Linked DNA regions of Gossypium hirsutum: region 1 is linked to region 2. A link is a contact called in public Hi-C data. All regions are on one chromosome and are shown on one strand. Each heading gives the region's core, a stretch centred on a gene start, on an enhancer-like site or on the middle of the called end of the contact. The rest is flanking DNA. Distances are from core to core; before and after follow the strand shown. Region 1 has its middle 6.3 kb from the start of LOC107953740. Region 2 has its middle 7.2 kb from the start of LOC107909339.

The links. Hi-C and Micro-C count contacts between places; a contact is called where the count stands out from the background.
Region 1: a contact with region 2 is called in a Hi-C map of leaf, with 2.2 times the contacts expected there. The contact joins two enhancer-like sites. A contact is called at or near these places in 5 of 34 Hi-C or Micro-C datasets (fibers, leaf and petal).

The regions. Positions count from the first base shown.
Region 1 is chrA07:4,049,682-4,054,841 of Gossypium_hirsutum_v2.1, forward strand. No RefSeq gene overlaps it. Among protein-coding and RNA genes, the nearest start is that of LOC107953740, 6.3 kb to the right of the region's middle. Within about 2 kb of position 3,755, at least 2 of the 9 cell types and tissues checked have an H3K27ac peak or open chromatin away from gene starts, as enhancers often do. A contact at or near this core is called in leaf, where this site is marked.
Region 2 is chrA07:4,008,969-4,014,751 of Gossypium_hirsutum_v2.1, forward strand. No RefSeq gene overlaps it. Among protein-coding and RNA genes, the nearest start is that of LOC107909339, 7.2 kb to the right of the region's middle. Within about 2 kb of position 3,578, at least 6 of the 9 cell types and tissues checked have an H3K27ac peak or open chromatin away from gene starts, as enhancers often do. A contact at or near this core is called in leaf, where this site is marked.

The sequences.
Region 1 (5,160 bases), core at 2,505-5,004, 41 kb after region 2:
TTTTTTTTAGCCATTTATTAACATAGAAAGTTGCAGGAATTGAAGAAATAAATTTGCTTGATTCCATCTAGTAGGCTACTTAGAATTTCAATGAGGGTTTGTCCATCACATATTATCAAGCTAACTTAGAATTTCTTTATTTAATTGCAATGTTCAATTGCATGGAAGAGGAACTAGGAAGACCAATTTAGATATTTCTTTTAATGTCATTAGAGATCAATAACACTTATATGGATTATTAAGATCTGTTGTAGATAAACAACATTGGTCATGTTAGAGTTGTGTGACTTGAATCACGTCACTTGTTAAAGAAATAAAATGGAGAAGCAAAATAAAAATTGAATCCATATAGAACTATACTTTTTTCTATTTAACATTGATTATAACATGGTTGTTTAACCCTTAAATAGATATAGTCAAACTCCTATTGTATTGTGTGTTTTCAACATAGTGAATTTCTCCTCCCTTACCTGTGGTTTTTCCCTATAAAAGTTTTCCACCTAAAATCTGTATGTTCTTATTTTTTTTTCTTATTGTTTTGCAATCATTTATACTACTATTATCGACGTTGATTACAACAGGCCACGCAAATAAATAACATAAACCTTAAATATTTGTGTTATGTTACTTATGTTGAGATCTAGTGCCTTTAGTATAGCGATTTTGTTTATATGTACTTGAATTTTTCGAGTAAATCGGTTTAATAAATTATTTATCGTAATCATTAATATCTTTGTATATTGTCATCAACAATTTTGCACGCAAAAAAAAAACAAATATTAACATTACTGATTATCTAACATTTAACTAATACTAAACAAAATTACGTAATCAGATCGTAATATGAAAAGATAATTTATATTAATAAATTATCCAAATACCTCCTTAGTTTAATTGAAATTGATGAGTTATGCTTTGGGACTTAATTGGTTATTTGCCTTTATTATGATCTTAAGCTGATGTGGGCTAAATTGATATAAATTGACTGTGTCTAACATCCTTTTTAGTGGATTAGGTTTGTGCAATATCTACTATTCTTTGTAATGCATTGGCAAAGTAATCACTTTATATTTAAAAACAGGAAATGAAGTTTCCATAAAATGGGATTAAATTAAATTACTTTTTAAGCTGTTGCAGAAAAGTTAAATGATGACTAAAAGACTTTCCTTTTGTTTTTGTCCTTTCAAATTCTAAGCACTACCCAACTTTCTTTTGTTTATTCTCTTCCTTTTTTCTTTTGTTTACTTTTCGTCATAATTGTTTAAAATTGACTTAAAATCTACACTTTAGTCTCTAAATCATATCTTCTTCTTTTTTTACTTTAATTTTTAAAATTTTTTCTGACTCATTTCAATCCTTAACGTTATCAAATATTCTCAATTCAGTCTCTAATGTTATTAAACAATTCCGATTCAATCCTTGAATGTTAAAAAAAACTGGGTGGAATATTTAATTAATCATAAATTACCACATGGCACATGCTAACATCATAATGACATCATCACTAAAAAAACCCTAAAAACTTTAAAAAATATTAAAAGATTATATATTTTAAAAATATATATAAATTATAAATATATAATTGTCTAAAAATTAAAAATATGTTAGAATTTTTTAAACATTGTAAAAAAAATTACTAAAACTATAAAAAAATGAAAAAATTGAAAAAATTATAAAAATATTAGAAATCATAAAAGATTGTAAAAAATTATAAAGAATTTATACAATAGTAAAAATTATTATATCTTGGAATAAAGTATACATTCACTAATCACATTTAAAATAATAAAAGATTGATATAAAAATTGTATATCATAATACAATCAATTTTTATAAAAAAAAATTGTATTTTGAAAATATTTAAATTTTAATACTTTACCAAGGTTACTGTAGCATGTTTATTGGACTTAGCTCAGCAAGTTTCCTTCAACCATCATCGTGCACGTGCTCTTTTCATTTTTTATTAAAATTATTTAATATGGTTAAACACTCGACAATTATTCTTAAAATATTGATTTACAGATAAATAATTTGTCTTAAAATAGTAAAAAGTATTTGGAATAATTAAAAATATTATTTAATTAAAATAACATTCTTTTTTATTATTTAAATAATTTGAAAAAATATATCCAATTTTATCACCTAAAAATATCTACCCATTATAAATTCTAATTGATTAAATTATAAAAAAATTGTCGTAAGCTGTATTTTTCTAAGAGGCAATATCAATGTTCAAGCTTTTGTAAATGTGATTTATAAAGTTTTAAAATATTGAAATTTCTAATTTCTTTTAAACTTCTAATAAATTTTAGTAATTTTTATATTGTTTTTTTTGTAATTTTATAGTTTTTTAATTTTTTTTATTTTTAATAAATTTGTCATTTTATAATTTTTTTATTTTTAAAAATTCTATAAATTTTTTTTTGGATGATGGTGTCATTATGATCCATTGTATGACTCATGGTAGCATATAATTGATTGAATATAACAGTTATTAATTTTTTAACATCCAAATGACTAAACTGAAAATATTATAATATTAGGGATTGAATTGAGCTAAAACAACCTTTAAAAATCAACGTGAAGAAAGCGATATACTTCAAAAACTTAAAGTGTACATTATGCCTTGAACTTTTTCCTTGTTTATTTCAAAATTAAATTTATAATATAAAACTAATTTATTCTTCAACCTTTAATACAGGGATATAATTTAACCCCCAAAAAGCATGAAACACATTGTGCAAGAAAAGGAGAGATACTAGGGAAGGAAGTTCATTTATCATTCATATATTTTTATAGATTATTAATGTATAATTTTAAATTCTATCAATAAAAACAAGATTAATTTTTTTTATTAATCTTTCCACTTCGTGAAAATTGTGGATTTAGTTCATATATTTTTATTTGATCTAATTTAACTCTTCTATTTTTTGAAATTTAAAATTTCAGTCCTACACTAAATAGTAGCAATTAAATCTTTTTGGTTACACGCAATTACTAGTTTTGTACTATTCATACAATTGTAGATTTATTTTATATTCTCTAATTGGATCATTCTAAATCTCTATACTTTTTGAATTTTGAAATTTTAGTATTAACATAAAATGACTTTTGTTAATCCATTAACTGGATTTTAGTGAGTAATATATTAAAAAAAAATCTAACATGACATTACACATATAATAAAATGTTTGACGCATTAGATTTTGGAAATAGTAAAACTTTGCTTAACGGTTTTAACAATTTATTATTTGACGAAGATTGGAAGTTAAAAATAAAAAAAAAACTAAAAATTACCCATTACTAGTCTTGTACTATTCACGCAATCGTAGATTTATTCCATATTCTTTATTTGAATCATTCTAAATATTTATACTTTTCGAATTTTAAAATTTTAGTCTTAACGTATAATAACTTTTGTTAATCTATTAACTGGATTTTAATAAAATATGAGAAAAAAATAATCTAACATGACCTTACATATATAATAAAATATATGATGCATTAAAATTTTAAAATAATAAAACTTTACTTACCGGTTTTAATAATTTATTATTTGGGGAGAATTAAAATTTTAAATTTTAAAAATTTAAAAGCTAAAATTCACCAAATAAATATACAGGAGTTAAATTCAGAGCTTTTGTTAAGTACAGTAGATTGATAACACATCTTCATGTAAGTTATTAATAATGCATATGACTATATCCTATGTCTTCACCAACTCCATAGATTAAATAATTTCATGGGTAAATGATGTTTACGTAAGAGATGAGGCCATCAGCCTACGCATGTCATGTTGCTGATATCATGATGAGCAAGTTTAGGTTATGGAAAACGAACAATAAAACGAAAAGCTTATTTTGGATTGACTTTTTGACTTTAAGTTTCGTGGATATGAATTATTTGAGAACATTCATATTGATTTTGACATGGTTTGAAAAAGTTGGTGTCGTCAGGTATCTGTACCACTACTTGTTGAATCAAATTTTAGATGCACCAGAAAAGTAAAAATGAAAATGAAACATTTAAAATGTTTTGTCCTAAACCAACTGGATTTCCACTCCATGTTTTGGTTTATTGAAATGGTCAAATTATTTGGGATCTACTAGCTTCCTTTTTTTTTTAGGTATGTTATATAATATAAGTTGTGACAGTTCGCTTGACACGTAAGTATATTTGTTACTAATTTGGAGAGTTATTAGTTATAAGTTTCCACCACTTGCTTAGTTTCATCCTACTCATCCATAATCTTTTTTAGGAGTATTTAAGAAATATGTAACTCTTAAGGGAATAACGTGTCACCACGTATGGCGCCTAATTACTTCTAGCACGTCATATCAGTGGACCGTGCCTTATATATATATATATGTGTGTGTGCGCGTGTGTGAATGAACCATTATGAGGGGCACAATAGAATAATTACTCAACAAAGTAAAATTTGTTTACTCATTGAATCCATGACTAGTGTGAATATATATTTTGAGATTAAAAATATATAATATTACTAAAAAGCATATTTAGAATGAATCTGGATAACGTTGTCTAGGCTCATTTAAATTGGGACATTTACTTTTATAGGTTTGTCTAGATTAATTCTGGAATGAAATAATCTTTTACAATTTTTTAAAAATACTTTTTAGATTTTATATATTATGGATATTTATTTCAAAATAATAATATAAAAACATTATATTTTATAAAAAATTTAAAAATATATAAAATTATCAAAAGAAGGATGCTTTGGATAAACTTGGACAAATAGATGTTTAGGTTCATTTGAATTTGGACATCTATTTGCTCATATTCATTCTGGATGTAAAATAATTTTTATAGTTTTTTTATAATTTTTTTATATTTTAAAAGATCTTTTAGAATTTATATATTTCATATTTTTTTAATTTTAAAAAATAATATAAAATACAAAATATTTTACAAAAAATAAAACTAATAAAAAAAGCGCATTTGGAATGAATCTAGACAAATAGACATCTAGATTTATCTAAATTTGGACATTTATCTATATAGGTTTTTTTGGATTTGAAATAGTATTTATAATGTTTTCTTTTTATAAAATTATATATTTTTAGAGGTTTTTTTTAATTAATGCTTCACGCATGTCATAATGTGAGGCTATCATATATTATCATATTTTTTATTGTC
Region 2 (5,783 bases), core at 2,328-4,827:
AATGACTAAATTTCGATATCAATCAATTTTTTTAGATTATATAAGAATAATTAAATTTTAATTTTAATATTTAATATCTATATTTTAACTTTGACACAATTTGACATCTTAATTTTTATAATGTCATTAGTTAGTCTAAATACTTTAATTTGACTAAAATGATAATGTTAATTTTGAAGAATTATTAACACTGTTAAAATCCTCTGTTAAATTCAAATCTATTATAATATCATTTTTTATTATATAGATGTCAAATAAGTATTTTTTTTTATTTCTATATGTCATACTAATAAATTTAATAGAAAATTTTTTATATATTAATAAATAGACCTGAAATTTAACCTCAAAAATAAATGAATTAAATTTAAATAAAAGTATAAATAAATTAATCAAAAATATAAAATTTGGGAGGTCGGTGAGACTTTATAATAATTATTGAGTCAACCGACTCTATCTGATTCCATCAGCTAAGAGATGTGTTTGGGGGGACAAAATCGTGATGGAGGAACAGCCTCTCTCATGAGGCAAAAAGCGAAGATAGATGATGCGATATTATTATTTGTGCCCAAAACAGGATGCCGAAGGGCAATTCATAAAATAATTGCTGTAATTAATCGAACACCCTTCACCCCCAATCAATCATGCTTGCTTTACGTACATGCCTTCTTCCAGCAATCACAAACTACCAACGGAATGCTGGATTATTCCTTCTTTAATATTCTATTATCATTTGATAGTCATTAATTAAGTTAATCATCTGAATTTAAATTTGCATCATAATATTATCAAAGTCTCCTCTTTTTATATATTTTTCGAAGTATGTATCATCTCAATTCTACCTATGATTGAAGTTATAACATATACTATATGCTAGTACGATGCAACTTTATTTTTTTTATGCTATACTAAGGTGAATTTTTGTTAGAACAACAAATGTTTTCTCAACCTTGAATGTCTCAAATTAAATAATTCATAAACTATATGTGGTGTTTGTGTATGAAACCATTCTCTAAAATAATATCTTACCTTACGATATGGTGCAAGAAAACATTTTTTATTTACATAATTAGCATCAACCTTATAATATATATCTGGGTTTAAAATATGAATAATTTGTAGTTTTAATTATATAAACTTATATAAACTTATATAATATCTGGGTTACAATTATCCTAAGTTATATTCCTTTTTATAATACGTAAATTAAGTAAATGATAATATAAAATTTATAATATATTACCTTTGTAAAAAAAATGTTTTATAAATTATTCAAAACATATGTATAGAACTTCTTATAGATAATAATATATTTCACTTAACTTTAGAAATATATATATTTTTATAAATAAGTTATAATAAAAAAATTATGATAATTTTTCATGAATAAATATATTATTTTTATAATATATAGTATGAACAAATAAATAAATTATATTTACATTTGACCATAATTTTTTATAATCGGAATATTATAACACTTTTGTAATATATAAATTATCTTTTATAATAAAATTTTTTATCATAATTTTATAATATTTTAGGATTTAAATAATATAATTTTTTTATAATTTTATAAAATACATAAATTAATATAATTTTTAATTTTTAATTTTTAATGATAAATTTAATAATATTTTTAGTTTAATTTGATAAACGAATATAAAGTGATTTCCAACCGGCCCAACTCTTTTCGAACAAGTGCAGGCCGCGAACCGTCTGCGTGGCTCCGTAGGAACATATAAAGTCATCAACTTCTCAATCATCATTATCTCAATGAATTATTGGGTTCCTGACGTGACCCTTTCGGCACCAATTTATTCTGGCTTTCTTCTCTAATGTATATATGCATATATAATATGAAAACCTTAAAAAAATTGTGTACATTTTAATGATATAAAACACCCATAAAATATAGCCGGGGAATAGTGATATGCATTTTAATTAAAGAACCTCATGGTTTTAAGACTTATGAGAACTAAAATTTGTTCTTTTTCTCCTCCAATACGTTTGTTTCTTCTTCATCTTTTTTTTTCTTATAAGCTTAGTGTGATTCTTTCTTTTTAGTTTACAAATTTATATTGTGGGTATCCTTATTATTTTTATAGGTTGTGATTGACAGATAGCGATACATTTGTCACTGAAACTCCATTGATCACTAACAAAAGTGGATAGCTCTTCATCAGCTTCTTAATTTATTTCTATTTTGAGAATAATAAATAATTTCACAAGTTAGATTAAACTCGTGTTGTCTTTAAGTTTTATATATTATTTTTGCTTATTTTCCATTATTCAATAAGTTCCATTTTTAAAAGCTTTTATTTGCTATTGTAGCACATTTTTTAGTCTAGCTTATACATGTAGTATTACTTTTGCAAATGATTTTAGAGATGATTCTGTCGCCGTCTTCTCTAGTTTGGTGAATGCTCGATTCTTTTGCCGATTGTTGCCCTCCACTTTGGACCATCTGTGGTTGATTTTTTTATCGTCTTAAGTGCTTGAATTACTCTAGATACCATACTTGAGTCGTGACAAAACCAATTGGCTACATGTTATAATATTCTAATGCTTAGGCTAAAATTTTTGTTGTGTTGGTAGAACTTGTCCTACTATTGGTGTTTGCTGTTTTTTTCCCTCAAATTATATAATCCCTAGAATAATATATTAACTAAAATTTATTATTTTCATTTGACTTAAGAGTAGAATTAATTTTATTAAAATTTGAGACTAGAGATTGTTATAAACAACTAATTTAGTAAATAATGTATTTCATGCTTTATATTTATTGTTATAGATGAAAAGTTATTGTAACAAGTAAAAATAATATTAAAATCAGTTTTACAATAAACTTAACTATTCTAATAAAGTATAGTTATAAAGAGTAGTTGCTATATAGAGGAATGATCGAATTTCATATTTGTACATACTTTATACAATTTGCATTAAATTTTAATTATTTTATACATAAATTATGCATTTTTTTTACAAAATATATAATAAATCACATTCAAATTCAAGAATATCAAGTTTACGTTTTGTAGACATAAAAAGTTTATTAAAAGTCACAATTTTTAAGAGTCAATAACAATATCTATACTACTTTTAAGATTTTGATTGAGTTAGTGTCATTCATCAATTAAATTTCAATTCAGTCATGTAAAATTACTAAAATCCCCTAATTTTAACAACACAATACATTCTTAAAAAAAAGAATAAATTTATCGTTCTATATAAATTTTTTTTAAAAAAATTGTACATAATAGAATTTAAACCCAAAATATTATGATACTTACTATCTACGTATTATGGTTTCAATTAATGTTATGCTTTATTGTTGTATAAATTTTTTTAAAACAAATATTATTTATGGGTTTGTGGATAATATAGTAAATTTTATTTATAAAATGAAAACAATATATATTATTAGGTAGTGTGTAGAGGATGAATTTTGTGTGAAGTTGAAGATAATAATATTAGTCTAATGTAGCAAAAAATGTCAAATAATAATTAGTCTATTAATGAAGACAAGAGATGATGATGAAAGGGTAAAGCGAAGGGGGTGGTGGTTCAACATTGTCCGAATTGACTAAATGTCAACATCGAATGGGATAGAGCGCACTTGCTTCTTACTTTGGTCCCATGAAAATTCAAATCTTAAATAAAGACATGATTTCATTATTCATGTTTATCAAAATAGAGATGCAATAAACTCACGCTTATGGGTTTAACATATACAAATGGTTACTGTAAAGGGTAAATCAATCAGTGGGTTTTGAGATTCAACTTCACTGGTGATTAAATAGAAGCTTTCAGAATTATTGCTCAAAAAAACCCTGCAAACATGGTCTTAGTTTCTGGTTTAGACGTTGGTGCATGTTTCTTCTGGATCTACAATTTGTATGGTAACTTGGTATACTGTTCTTTTAATGGCTGGTACATGGTAATAACTATGTTTTAGCTACAAAAAGTCATTGAGAAGTGTTGATACATTGAACTAACGGATGTGGAGATGGAGAAGATTTTGGTTTAGAAGTAGAGAAGAAGAAAACAATCTCCTAAGATATCTGTAGAATTTTATTATATAGGGTTAGATCTTGGATCGAATTATTTTTATTATAATTATATAATAATAAGAAAAAGAGAATTCGCTATGTTTTTTTGTCAGAGAAAATTAATAGTTTTTTTTTTGAGAAAATTGAATGTGTTAACAAGAAACAAAAACATTAAATTCACTTTTACACTTTGGACGAATAAGATTGATGAGACACTAACAGAGGTATGCAAAAGAGATGGAGAATTTCTGTTCTTGTCACGCGTATTTTGAAAGGGTCACACCCATACCTAATCATGGACTAGGTTAGGCCTTTGCAAATTTTTAAATTTCTTTTTTAAGTTTAAATATAACTGGGTCTAGAATTCTAGTAAGCCTGATCTAAATTAAAAATATTAAACTCAACTTTGACTCAACCAGTTTATATTATTATTTTTAGATTATTTTTTTTTGTAAAAATAAATTTAAAAAATATTATATATCTAATGTACTAGAAACATTAAAGTAAATAATTCTCAATAAAATAAAAATTAATTAAAAAAATATTTATACTTAACTAACACTGAGATAATTGTAACTTAAAAATTAAATGCTTCTAAAATAATACCAAAATTGACCATAAACAACAAGAGTCATAGAAAATTCAAACAATAAAAACAAAATAATAACGAAATGACAGCAAAACAACTGATTCGGACCTGTTACATGTATCCTCTCCGCATACAAGAGGCTCGAGAGAGAAAAAAAAAAGTGAAATGTTGGCACGTGTTGGAAAGGTGAGTTATATATATCCTTTCTGTAGATTTAATTCCTCTGCTTCATCCTTTCATTAGAATATTTCTGGAAAGAAATCTGTTTTATCAAGTTCTTGAAATGTCCCTATGATCCGTGGTTTTGTAGCATTTCCTTGAGGACAGCTTAATCTTTTGGTATTCTCTAGTTGTTTTTGCAGCATTTACATTGTGTTCCACTTCTCCTTCTCTTTGTTTTGTAGCATTATTTGCTATTTCCTTTTTCCTGGATTTGATAATTAATGTCGAGAGTCGCACGAAAGTGAACCGCTAGGGTTTATCTTCATCTGCAATAGTAGATGCTATCCATTGCTCTGTAAGATTGCTTTTAAAAGATTTATTATAAATACAAAGTTTAATTGATTAAGTTGTTTGTTTAATGTGATGATAAAATCAAGAAAAAATATTATCACAATAATTAGTTGTAAATTAATTAATACTAAATTTTTTATTATCAGTAGTAAATTCGCATTTTTATACATATATATTATAAAATTGATTAGGCAATAATTTCATTACGCAATATGGATGAATTGATTAATAATTAAAAATTAGAGATGAACACAATAATTTGGTTACGTAATTTGAAAATTTTCTATAATTGTGAGGTCTTGTTTAAAGAGTAATACACTACCGATCAACTAATACAAAATATTATTCAAGTCTAATTTACTTAACAAGTTACAACCTCATTCCTATACACAATCTAGATCGCTCTCCTCAAGACTTTCACTTATTCAAAGCTTAGTTGCAAATTAAGCAATAAAAACTATTTGCTTACAATAAATTTGCACAAAAATAAATTTTTCACATTAACATGATAAGTACTCTCTCAATCTCATTAATATCTTTTCAAAATAGCCTTTGATGTAGTCTGTAAAGTGATAGATATTCCCAACACAAACTTTTAAAGAAAACAAATATCTTTTTATAAGAAAACATAA